Linked DNA regions of Sus scrofa: regions 1 and 3 are each linked to region 2. Evidence: chromatin contacts called from public Hi-C and HiChIP or PLAC-seq data. All regions are on one chromosome and are shown on one strand. Each heading gives the region's core, a stretch centred on a gene start, on an enhancer-like site or on the middle of the called end of the contact. The rest is flanking DNA. Distances are from core to core; before and after follow the strand shown.

Evidence for each region. Hi-C and Micro-C count contacts between places; a contact is called where the count stands out from the background. HiChIP or PLAC-seq counts read pairs in DNA pulled down with a chosen protein or histone mark.
Region 1: a contact with region 2 is called in a Hi-C map of liver, with 4 times the contacts expected there. The contact joins the enhancer-like site here to the promoter of SPRY4 in region 2. A contact is called at or near these places in 10 of 47 Hi-C or Micro-C datasets (alveolar macrophages, embryonic fibroblasts, epiblast stem cells and 6 more) and 1 of 2 datasets of contacts at active chromatin or transcription factors (skeletal muscle).
Region 3: an H3K27ac HiChIP or PLAC-seq map of skeletal muscle shows a contact between it and region 2, with 10 times the contacts expected there. The contact joins the enhancer-like site here to the promoter of SPRY4 in region 2. A contact is called at or near these places in 1 of 5 promoter capture datasets (liver), 12 of 47 Hi-C or Micro-C datasets (embryonic fibroblasts, fetal heart ventricle, fetal skeletal muscle and 4 more) and 1 of 2 datasets of contacts at active chromatin or transcription factors (skeletal muscle).

What each region holds. Positions count from the first base shown.
Region 1 is chr2:143,736,686-143,740,580 of Sscrofa11.1, forward strand. No RefSeq gene overlaps it. Among named protein-coding and RNA genes, the nearest start is that of NDFIP1, 50 kb to the left of the region's middle. Within about 2 kb of position 2,091, at least 8 of the 83 cell types and tissues checked have an H3K27ac peak or open chromatin away from gene starts, as enhancers often do. A contact at or near this core is called in liver and subcutaneous adipose tissue, where this site is marked.
Region 2 is chr2:143,889,883-143,894,025 of Sscrofa11.1, forward strand. It overlaps SPRY4 (protein sprouty homolog 4), which reads right to left and starts at 1,398. Exons shown (of 2, transcript XM_003124009.4): 1 at 1,136-1,398.
Region 3 is chr2:144,084,491-144,088,771 of Sscrofa11.1, forward strand. No RefSeq gene overlaps it. Among named protein-coding and RNA genes, the nearest start is that of FGF1, 150 kb to the right of the region's middle. Within about 2 kb of position 1,856, at least 11 of the 83 cell types and tissues checked have an H3K27ac peak or open chromatin away from gene starts, as enhancers often do. A contact at or near this core is called in fetal skeletal muscle, omental adipose tissue and skeletal muscle, where this site is marked.

The DNA of each region.
Region 1 (3,895 bases), core at 841-3,340, 150 kb before region 2:
GGCAGGTTTCTAGGTAAGAATCAGCACCACACACCCCACAGGTGGAGTGCTGGCTTCAGCTTTGTGTCCAGGCCTTCCACCCCTTCCCGGTGCCTGACCCTGAGGGTTGGCCTAGGAGATAGTGAAAAATCAGTGGGTCCTGTTGCTAATTAACACCGACAATCAAGCTCTAATTTAAAACAGGCCAAGAATAGATACAGACCTATACATTTACATAAAGTACAAGGGAGGAATTTTTGAAAAAATAAAGCGGCCTCTACGACCTGTCTGAATCTGGTTCGTGGCGAAAGCTCATGATGAATTCAGGAAGAGCATGCAAGATGTAGCTTGGTAATTTTCATGCTTTTTAGGTATTTAGTGTCATCTTTCCAGGCCTTCTGTAGACGATTTGAGGGGTGATGAGAGATGTAACAGAATGCACATAGGTTTCCATAGATGATTGGTGCACTTCAAAAATTTTGTTTTGCACGTCTTTAAGCCTAAATAGCACTTAGAAAAGCCTGTAAGGCAGATAAGGTGGATTGAGTGAGACCATTTGCTAAACTGCCAGTACCAAAGGAAAGTACTTAAGGCTTAACTTTCCCTTTGCAGATATATATGTACCTTTTTTTTTTTTTTTTTTTTTTTGCTTTTTAAGGCCACACCCCACAGCATATGGAGGTTCTCAGGCTAAGGGTCGAATCAGAGCTACAGCTATCAGCCTATACCACAGCAACACAGGATCCCAGCCGCATCTGTGACCTGCACCACAGCTCATGGCAATGCCGGATCCTTCACCCACTGAGCGAGGCCAGGGATCGAACCCACAACCTCACGGTTCCTGGTCAGATTCGTTTCCGCCGCGCCACAACGGGAACTCCAGTAACTTTGGCACGTGTGTGGTTGTACTCCTTCAGAGCACCCACAACAAGTGCTCTTTGACAGGGAACTTCAGGTTCCCCACAGGCTCTGCTGCTAAAGTGGGGGGCGTCTCAGCTGCGCCAGGAATTCTTGAACGTGAAGGTAAGTGCAGGTTGAGAGTAGAAACTTTTCTGGAGGAAAAGAGAGCTCCAGAAACGGATTCTAGATCATTCTAAAAAGAGGCTCTCGGGAACAAACACGACTAGGATCCATGAGGATGCAGGTTCGATCCCTGGCCTCGCTCAGTGGGTTAGGGATCCAGTGTTGCCGTGAGCTGTGGTGTAGGTCGAAGATGCAGCTCGGATCCCTCGCTGCTGTGGCTGTGGTGTAGGCCAGTGGCTACAGCTCCAATTCGACCTCTAGCCTGGGAACCTCCATGTGCCTCGGGTGTGGCCTTAAAAAGCAAAAAAAATAAAATAAAAAGAGGTTCTTTTAGAACCCAGTCCATTCTCTTGCCTACAAGTCTATGACCTGGAAAGACTGCTCTTCAGACCATCTGAGTGGAGGGCATCTTCCTGGGGACAGTTGCCCTGTCGGGCCATTTGAAAGCGTCCCATCTGCTGCGTGGCATTTTGATCAGCTCAGCCCTCTCGTTATAGGGGCTAATTTGTCATTTGTAGACTAGATGTATCACTCAAGTTTTGTTTGGATCCCCGTTTTTGCTTAAAAGTCTTTTTTTCTCTGCCAAAAGAGCCTTGCTTTCCGATTTTGAGAGTTTTAATTCACGTGGCAACGCGACTACAATATAAACGTAAGTGCAAGTCTTTTAAACCTGACTCTAGAGTCTACGAAGCATAGAGAATCCTCTTGCATTTGGGGCAGGATTTCATCCAGGGCAGAAACGGAGATGTGGCTGCGGGAGAGAGTGCGCTGCTCCTCCTGCTCTAAAAGGGATTCATTTTTGTCATTTATGTGAGAATTGAAATGCTTCACCAACGTCCTAATCCTTGTGTGACGGCAGGTTTCTAAACACCAAAACTGAGAAAAGTGGTTTCCTTAAGTCTTACAAAGACAAATCTTGGACCGCTGGGAAGATGGTATTCATTGCTGTTCATTACTGGTCTGGAAGCTTCACCCGGTCCGTCAAGAGCTTCAAAACAAAACAAAACACCCACCCTCAAATAGAGAGGGTGACTTCTCGCCCCGAAGCATTGTCAGCTCAACTGCAGAACTGAGGAAGTGCTGCCTTTGCCTCTGAAAGCCGCCTGACTGTCTCCTGAAGTTCCTCCGGAGCTGCACCCAGTTTTCACCTTGCTGGTTGGGGTCCCTTTTGCCGAGAGCGCCGTCCCCCCTTGAAGCCCGAACTTCCTGAGCTGGGCGGAGGGGACGGGAGCCAACCTATTATCGTAGCTCGGCTCCAGTTACACTTGACGAAGCAGCCTTCTTGGCATTTGCACTAGAGTCAGCCTAAAATGTGCCCTCAGTGAGGTTTTCGAAAGAATTTTGCCGGTTGCTTCCTGATTCCATGTCTGTCTGGACAGGACGTTTCTCAGGCTGTATTTGGCAGTCGCTGGGGGGAGAGGTCTTTCTGGCCGTTCGAGTGTGCTGGTTTTTTCCTCTGATTATCGACAGTGAGGATTATATTCATGATGTATTTCCAGTTTGTATTTTAACTGGGGTTGCAGGCATATTACTAAGCAAGATCAGTGCTTTTCCTACCTGTAACTGCTGGCATTATTTGTTTCTCTAGAGTTCTTTTAAATAGTGGGCATTGGTGGGCAAGAGAAAGCAAAGTTAGCAGTCCGCTTTTTTCTAGGCTTGGCTCGGTGACTCTCAGACCTGCAGTCCGTGCCCCCACGGTCATGTGTGTGAGAAAGCCTTCTTGGGGGTAGTTGTACATGTCTTTCCTCTGGCCGCATTTGTCGGGGGTGGGGGGGTTCATCTGTATGTAGGTCTCCCAACTCCTTTTGGCCTTAAGGCCGTCTCTAGATCTAGGTGTTGAAACCAGACTTATGTTGTTCCCTTTTGTGGGGGCTGCATGCAGAAGTTCCCAGGCCGGGGACTGACCTCGAGCCATAGCGGTGACAACACTGGATCCTAAACCCACTGAGCCACCAGGGAACTCCCTCATGGGCATTTTCCTAGTACCCGTCCTGTGGGATTATAATTGGTCACATCGGGTTCCTGCAGCAGTTCCCCAGAGCTTCCAGAGAAGGGTCATGGGTAAGTACTCCTCTCAGACCTTCACTTTCCAGAGAAGACAGCTACAGAGCAGGTTTACCTACTTCAGATGAAGAGTTAATTGCTAGCTGGATAACATTAATGACACATTTTAGTTGGATAAAATTAATAATAAAATTAATGATTTTATTAAATTAATAAAATTCATATTTGTTTTATTTTTATATTTTTATAATTTTATGTTTTATGATTTTATTATTAAATTAATAATAACTTATCAATATATAATCAATAGTTGGATAAAATTAAGAACTATTTTGTTTCCATGTAGGGCTTCTCAAAGCGCATGCTACCATATTCTTTTTATGGTAAGACCACGGAAAGGAATGTGTCTGCAGAGCCACGAGGAGAGTAATTTCTAAGTATTTGCTTGGCTAAGAGGGATTGTGGACTCTTCCTTGGAGGCCTTTAAAAACAGGAGTTCCCGTCGTGGCACAGTGGTTAACGAATCCGACTCGGAACCATGAGGTTGCGGGTTCGATCCCTGGCCTCGCTCAGTGGGTGAAGGATCCGGCGTTGCCGTGAGCTGTGGTGTAGGTCACAGACGCGGCTCGGATCCCGCATTGCTGTGGGGGTGGTATAGACCAGCAGCTACAGCTCCGATTCGACCCCTAGCCTGGGAACCTCCATATGCCGTGGGTGCAGCCCTAAAAAGCAAAAAATAAAATAAAAATATATATATAGGGTAGCTCTTCCTCTGCTTGCAGCGGTTTAAGGGTAAAGGAAAAGGAGTGGATTAGCAGGCCCCTCAGGTCCCCAGGAGCTCTAGAGGTGTGTATGTGGCCCACGTCCGTGGCAGACTGTCCGTGGCAGT
Region 2 (4,143 bases), core at 148-2,647:
GAAACTCAATTCTTGCACAAGAGCAGCTACTGTCTAAACGCTTTTTGATCATCTGCATGGAGAGGGAGCTGGGCACGGCCCTAGCCCATGATGGAGCCAAGCTGGCCAAACCTGCCCTCACTCCCCTTCATTGTCCCCCCACCCCGGGAGCCTTGGCGATTCAGAATTTTCAAAACGTACCGTCTCTCTCCTTCTCTCTTCTCAGGGATGTCAAGCCTGGTACCACCAAGAAAGGAGGGAAAGCGAGAGCCTTATCTCTCCTACGCACGCAACCTCTTCCTCCAGCTCCCACACGCCCGGCGTTATGTAAACGCACCTTCAGCCCCCACCACAGCCCCAGTGCGGCCCGGCGGCCTCGAGGCCTGGCACAGCTCGGTGCCCGGGGACAGGGAGACACGAGGAGGCCGAGAAGCCCCGGGCCCCGCAGAGGCCAGGGAAGGGAAAGGCAACTGCAACGCAGTTGCACAGCATAAAATGCGGCAGCAGAGCAAAGGTCAGACGGCGAGGAACCGCCTCGCCAAAGAGAAAGCGAGCAGAAATGCCCAGTCCTGGGCCAGCGCCGCGCTGACCATCGAGGGGGAGGCAGCAGGGAAGAAAACCCCAGTCCGTCACGGCTCCGAAGGGGAAAGAAAAACCTACGTCGAGCATAGGCCGCTGCGGCGGACTGGGGAGATCTACGGCAGAGCTGGCACCGTGGGCAGAGAGCCCGGGGTGGGCGAGCCGCCCAGGGCGAGGGCGCCCGCCGGACCCAAGAGGTGGTTCCTGATGGAGCCGAGAGCCTCCTGTTCCGGCGCCCGAGGCGGGTGGTGGCAGGAGCAAAGGGGGCAGGCCACAGGCAAACTCCTGGGACATGCACGGGGCTTCCGAGCCGTAGAGGGCGGGGAAGACGGGCTTGGCAATGCCTGGGGGTCGGGAACGCCGGTGCCAGGCTGTGAACACCCCCGGCGCCTTGCCGGCCCAGCCGAGGGCGTCAGGGAGTTGCGGCGCTCCGCAGCAGCTCCGGGAGGCGCAGGAAGAGGGAAGGAACACTGAGGCGCGCCCAGAAATAGCGCACCATTTGCCCCAGCCCGAGAGGGAGTCGCGTCCCGGCTCAGAGGGGGGCAGCTACACATCCCGAAACCGGCCAGAGACTTACTTTGAGGAGCCGCAGAGTCACAAGCATTGCTCCACCTCTGTGTAGATCCCCGAAGCCGAGCGAGTCAGACGCCGGTGTCCTCGCAGACGCCGGCCGGAGGAACCGGCACGGCTCCTTGCGCTCGGCAGCGCCAGCTCCGCGCTGTCAGCCCCTCTCGCTGCCTCGGCGGCGATGTTGCAACCACTGCCTGGGAAAATGGCTTTTTTATGAATGGGAGGGAAGGGAACTCTAGTGCGCACGCGCGCCGTTCACGATTCTATGAATGGGTGGGCACAAGAGACCCCGCGCGCGCATGCGCCGCGCTCCTTTTTTTATGAATGGGGGGCCGGAAAAGAACTTAACCCGTGATTGCTGGGGCTGGCTCTCGCTCTTCCAGGGCCGTCGTTCTTTTACAAAGAGGGGTGGAGGTTGTTGTTGCCTTTTTCTTTCTTTCTTTCTTTTTTTTTTTTTTCTTTTATGAATGGAGGGCGGCGGCGACTGCTGCAGCTGGCTCAGCTGCGCGGGCTGTACCTCCTCCCAGCCTGCGAAAGGAGGTAAAGGCCACCTTCACGCCACTGCGGGCCTGGGCTGGAACTGTCAGTGTTGCTGGGGGGCGGAGGGCACTGCGGCCTCCGGGTCCTGGGCTGAGAGCTGGGTGGGGGATGACACACCTAGATCTAGGGATCTCTACTCGCCACAGGCAGTCCGGAGGGCGGGGGAACGGGAAGACCCCTGCTGCGGGCTTTCTCTTTCTCGAAGATTAGCAGCGTCGAGGGGGAGGGGTCTTGAGGCTGTGTTTACCAAAAATGAAGAAAATGTCAAACATCCGTATCAAAGAAGGGCGGAGTGGGGGTTGCTGAGGGAATCTGGTTCCTTTCCTGAGGCTGAGTCTCCCTGGAGTAAATGCAGACCACCCCTCCCCCCATTTCTTGGGTGTGGACAGCGACTGGGCCGAGGCCTCTTCCGGCTCTAGTACCCCCCGGGGTGATACTGGCTGCTCAGCTAGAGACCTGGCTCTCGCCGGGCAGCGCCCTGTTTCCCCCGACCCCAGTATGCTGTCCGCAGTGTCCGAGCGTCCACCCGCCCTCTACTGCCCAGGCTAGTGCTCCCCTCTCACCCCCGTGCGTTTCCCAGCCCTCCCGGGTCCGTGGCCTCACGATCCTCTGTCTACCTAAGGCCACAGCCCTTTGCTGCTGTCGGCGCTTCTCCCCAACCTCCCGACTAGCGCCCCACCAGGGAAGTGGGAGCGGTCGAGAATTGGCCAGGTGGATGGGTGGAGCCGGCCGTACTGAAGATGCTGCTGGGGTGGCCGCGGGATTAAATAACAGCAGGGCTCCTGAGCCGCAGAGGAAATGGAATGGCCGGGATCTTTTCTTTGCAGTTGATGATGGGGCGGCGGGGGCGGGCGGGGGCGGGGAGCGCATCCACCCTGGCCTGTGAAAAGAAAAGCCCCCGCCATTAGGCCTGACTCCGGGAAGGCGGGGAGCCCTCGCAGCAGGCCCAGCTCCGCCCAGGAACGGAGGAGGCTGTAGCCTCGGGGGAGTCCCGGGTAGGGGGTAGCTTTGATGCGCGGTTAAGAGCTGGGCAGGGGCCTGAATCCCCTGGAAGGTTTGTCTTGCTGGTGTTTTCGCTTCCCTGGGAGGTTGGGAGGCTGTCTTTTTCTTACTACGCCACTTGGACTGCGCTTGGCTGTTGTCAATGGAGCTGATGAAAGGCTTCCAGCCCAGGCTTGAGGTCTGGCCTTCCGCTGGAGCTGGGACTGGGGCTCTGGAGACAGGCTGTGGAAGGGACATTTTGCAGACCTAGACCTGAACCCAAGGTCACCCAGCCCAGGCTAAAATGACTTCTAGCTACTCAAACGCACCTTTGAAGTGTGACTGACCTAACTCAGCACCTCGGGGCAGAGCAGGCCCTGCCCTGTGAAAAACCTCGGTTTTCCTTTCAGGGCTTAGACCTCACTCAAGGCCAAGAGAAAAACTCTGCTATGACAACAGAGCATTGTACAATTGCTCCAAGCTTCCCTTTACAGGTATCAAAACTCACTGTCATTATTCCTACTTGTCAGACGTAGAAATTGAGGTTAAGAGTTCTGCCCCTGAGAAATGAAAGATCGAGTCAATTGTAGTGCTGACTTTCTAGATCTTCACAACTCAGGGCTTTCTTCTTTGCTACTGCCTCGTCTCCTCATCACAAACCCCCAAAACCAGTTTCTTGCAAGTCATTCAAGGATGTTAAGCCAGGAAAGTTGAAGCAGTCATTTTCCAGCCAGTGGTTGCTCGTGGGCTTTGCTCAAACAATTAAAAGGACGGGAATAAAGACATCTTTTCTCAACTGTGGAAGAAAGTGAGGATGAGGTTGGAGACGTGGCTGTCCTGTTTCCTTTCTTAGAGAAATTAGCCAGGAGACAGTGTTCCTTCCAGTCCTGGTCTTTTGTCAGCTTTCTGGAAGGAGGACTGCGGAGACCCCAGCTCTGCTGGAAGGGTGGGACCACGAAGGAGGCCCCAGGCCTGAGCTGGGAGGAGTCTTGGATGATGTGGGAGCAGAGCATGACGGTCTGGGAGGCTGCTGGGGACCCCCATCCACTCCTACTTGGAATCTAAAGAGAGGAGAAGTTTGGGGATAACAGTTAAGAGAAATCTATTCATTCATTCATTCATTCATTCATTCATATATTCTCTGCTGGGGCCTGCCCTGACGCTGGGGACCCGATAGTGAGAGACTGACAGCCCTCCCTGCCCTGGTGAAGCTCGCAGTTGGGGAGGGGGGCAGACAGCCCACGCACTTTGCGTCTTTGAGAAGAGTTAGGAGGGACATGTAAGCGGGATCTGAGGATATATGGGAAGGTGGGGGAAGCACTGATTTCAGTTTGGGCCTCAGGCAGGTCTTTCTGAGAGGAAGCCTTGGTTATGCGTTGAGACTGGGGGGCTGAGCAGGAGTGACTGAAGGGGGTTGAGGAACCAGGCAGAGGGAGCCCCCCCCCTGGGAAGGCCGGGTGTCGGGAGAGCCTGCCGTGAAAGTACCTACGGGCG
Region 3 (4,281 bases), core at 606-3,105, 200 kb after region 2:
ATCCTTGAGTGCTTCCGTCCTCGGGTCCCATCTGCTCCTGGCTGGTGGTTAGAAAAGTCCCGTAATTTTCCCACCTACTCCTGTTACCCTTTGAACCAAGGAATCACTGTTGTCTGCTGTTTCTTTTGGGGGTCTTTGTTCTATTATTTTCCCCTCAAGGATGCTAGGAGAGCATCTGGGAGAGCTGTACTAACTAGTGTTTGCTTTTGGACCAAGATCGGGGTGGTGGTGGTGGTGGGGAGCCTCTCAATTTGGAGGTGGGGTCAGAGGTGGGGAAGTGGCTCAGGGGCAGTGGCAACACAAGGAAGGTTTTGTGAGGCCAGCCAGCAAGGGTGGGCAAGTCTGGATTTCTGGGTCACCCCTGACCACTTGGGCTTGCTGTTTTTAAAACAGACGTGCTTCATCCTTCCCAGAGCAGGGGCCAATGATGGGAACTCAAGATGCGAAGTCGCAGGCGGTTAAATTAAGCTGCAAGAGCTCAACGCCTGAAAAATATTGACTGTTTCTTTTTTTAAGCTAATATTCCAAATTTCTTAGGAAAGTCAACTTAGACATCCAGGACACAGGAAACGAGGCAAGAGGCCGTAGCCAGCTGCCTCAGAGGACCTGGGACACTTTCTTAATAACTTCCAGATGGTTCCACAGAAATTGTTAACATCTTGGGAAAAAAAAAAAAATCAGCTGCAGGAGAAATGAGATTCAAGTGGTTGAGGAAGCACAGCCCAGGGCAGGGTCCCCAGGGACCAGAGTGGATCTGAAATAGAAACCTTTGCCTGGGGGTTACTGCTTCCTATGGCAAGGCCCAAGGGGAGTGGGTGAAGTCCAGGGTTTTAGTAGAGATTTTGCGTTGGCAAGGGAGCCCCAACCAAACTGAATTGCTGCTGATGGTAATCCATGGATTAACCCGTGTTTGCAAACTTTTTACCTTAGTATTTTTTCTTTGTTTCTGAGAGAATAATTTACCTCCCAAGTATATCTGTTAGGCTGATAAGGCCCAGGGCTTAGAGCCTCTGAGGTTTTGAGGGCCTGAGGCAGAATATAACCCTGAAAAAATATTCTGTATACAGTATTTTTGTAATTGTGATATATATATATATGAGCAATAGATAACTTACTACATTTTATAATACATACATATGTATTTTTCGGCATATGGCAAGAAACCCACAAAATTTAAATCAGTACACGTCTAATTACATGCCTGCAATAGCTAGCTAGCATCATGGCGCCTCAGTCAGTTCTTAGACTGAGTGCTTATTAGAAATTTGATTTCACTGGAAGACTGTATGTTACGTTTTTGTATTTCCCAAGCATGGTCCAGACTTCAAGTCCTTGGATGCATGTAGTTCTTGAAGTGAAATTTGGAAATCCTTGCATGATTTTACAAGCATCTTTGATAGGGGATGTGTATTGTGTCTGTTTACATCGAGTGGGGAAGAGAGTGCAGCCCTGGGTTGAAGAGCTGAGGGTGGAGGAGGGCCGTGAACGCAGCCCTCCTTGCTGAAGAGGTGCGTGCTTCCTCTGCCTCCTCTCCATCGCCTTCCCCCAAGGAAGAGGAAACGGCTTGTTTGTGGAATGTAAGTGTTTGCACGCAAATCGAATCACTTCTTTGGAAACAAAAGTAGGGGAGAGGGAGCCGCAGATTCAGGGCTCAGTTGAGCCACCTCCCTGCATCCTGCCCCTTACCTGGGTTGCCCTAAGCCCACCAGGGGCACCTCCTGCCTCCCATCCTGTCTGAGGGTCCCCCCCTCCTTTGTACATTAGTTCCTTTGTCTGCCCATGACACTAGGAGCTGAGAGCTGGAGAGGCTGTGGAGGGCGAGTTGGTTGGCTTGCTTTGCAGTTCCTGTAGCCTAAAGCGTGTGGGAGTGGGGATTGAGCAGTAAGAACATCCACACCCTGGAACTGTTGGTCTGAAATGCCTAGGGTATTTAGTATAAAATCTGTGTGTAACTGCAAAAACAAACAGACAAAACCCAAGCACCTACTACAGGAATCAGAATTTTTGCAGCAGGCAACATTACCAAAGACCCGCAAAGAGAGCCCCAAACATGGTTCTGGGGCCCTAACCAGGTAAAGTCATTAGATGGCGTTATCCCTTTCCTTTGGGATTTAACATTTAAGCTTCGGCTTCTTGGGATTCAGCCCGAGGAGCCCCAGGAGAATATGCAGTGACTCCTTCCTTCCTCCCCAAACTGAAAGCCGGGCTATTACAATTCCAAATGGACGCAGAGTCCTGCCAAGTTCATAGGAAACTGGAATGACAGCGTAGGTTCCCACCGCTAGGAGTAGCAGAAGCTGAAGGCTCAGAGAATAAGTAACATCTCCCTTGTGATTCCCAAATGCGTCTATTTTTACTTTAAGGGGTTCTGGGTTTTCATTCAGTTTTGTGAACTGAGGAATCCATTTGGGATTTTCACCAGCTCTATTAAAATGAAAGCATGCAGCTCCTCCGCAGTGTACTGAAGCATCTTCCGTGATAGGTCAGAAAGAACTGCAGAGTTTGCTTTTGAAGATGGGCGAAGCATTGTCAACTGAACTTCAGTAGATACATTCTAGACTCATGGCAGAGTACAGGATCAGTTGCTAAATCCATATCCAAGAGATGTTGGCTTTGACATGGTATGATTGATCATTGAAACAAAGTCATAAAGTTGCTGCTCTGAGGGAGGTCCCTGGTAGCTCAGCAGGTTAAGGACCTGGTGTTGTCACTGCTGTGGCATGGGTTCGATCTCTGGCCTGGGAACTTCCACGTGCCACAGGGGAGGCCATTAATTAATTAATTAATATAGTTGCTGCTCTGAGATGGACGACTTGTGTTTATATGTATGAAATGTATGGATATTTCTAAGTATAGGATTTTTTGTGGGGCAGGAGGCTAGGAAGGAAACTCATAAGTAAAACAGGTATCTTTTTGCTGGTAATGTTGAGAAAGATTTCTTTAAATATGTGTTATTAATCATTCTTTGAAACAAGCTTATTGGCTCATGGATGGTATTCTTTCTTTCCAGCTTCTTCGGCTGGAATCTCTGCCTCCATGTCCCCTCTGTAGTGTATGCTCCGCAAGGCAGGGAGCTTAGCTATCTTGACTCTATATTCCAGAACCAGACTAGGGCTCCCACATAGTAGGAGCTCAATAAATGTCCCCCCCTCCCCCCTGCTTCTGCCAACAAATGGAAACCTTCCTTTTCCTTGGCTCTTTTAAAAGTTCCTGGTAGAAAAAACAAAAAGGTTAATTGTGAAAAAGGACACAACACGTTTTGCTAGGTGACTGAGTTTTCTGTGGCACTTGTAGCTGTTTGACCTCATGCCACACATGAGCTAGGCGGTGGCCACATCCTGCGTTTCTCAGGTATTTGCCTGCTCTGTACCAAGCTCTGCTCCAGGGAGAAAACATCCTGTCTTCATGGAACTTAGGCTTCAGGGAGGAGAGACAGACAGTGAAAATAAATGCATAGTGGAGTTCTCTTGCGTCACAGCTGCTTAAGGGTCCAGCGTTGTTGCTCCAGTGCCCCCACCCCCCAGCCTGGGAACTTGCACTTGTTGCAGGTGCAGCTCCCAAAAATGTATAAAAAATAAAGACCTATTCTGTCCAGTGGGGATACATATTATGAAGAAAATAAAGTAGGGGCAAGGGGGTAGTCGGGGAAGGTGTCTGGCCAGGGCTGTTCAATGGTGCCTTTTAGGACGTGAAGGAGCAGATGGCTGGAGGAAGAGCAGTGCCGGTGGCATTGGGCGCTTGCCTCGCTTGTGGAGCTGGGGAGCGGGGAGGGGCTGGAGCACAGCTAGGGAATAGGTGCAGGAGGTGGGAGCTGGAAGAGGAAGCCTTGGAGACGGGCATGCATGTGAAGTTTTACTGCACGAGAAGCAGGGAAGCCCCCGGAGGATCTAGAACCAAGGAGGCTGAAGAACCTGACTTGGCTTATATGTTACAAGGTGGATAGATTGGGAGCAAAGAGAGCAGCCAGTTCAGAGGCTCCATAGTAATGCAGGTGGGCAGGACGTTCTCCTGGACCAGTGGGAGTGGTGCACAGGGGTCAGGGGTCAGTAGGGTTGGCTGATGGTTTGGAGATGGGTGGGAGAGGGAGTTTTCAGACTGAGCAGCTGGCAGAATACCCTCGTCATGTAGTGAGATGGAGCAGACTGGGTGATGCCTGAGGTTTGGGAAGAACTCGAGAGTCCACGTGGGGTTGTGTCTTCGGTGTCAGTGGCTTGGTAGAATCTGTAAGGCACAGGTCCAGGTGGCAGGGGGTGGAATCCTAGCTTGACACACTTGCTGGCG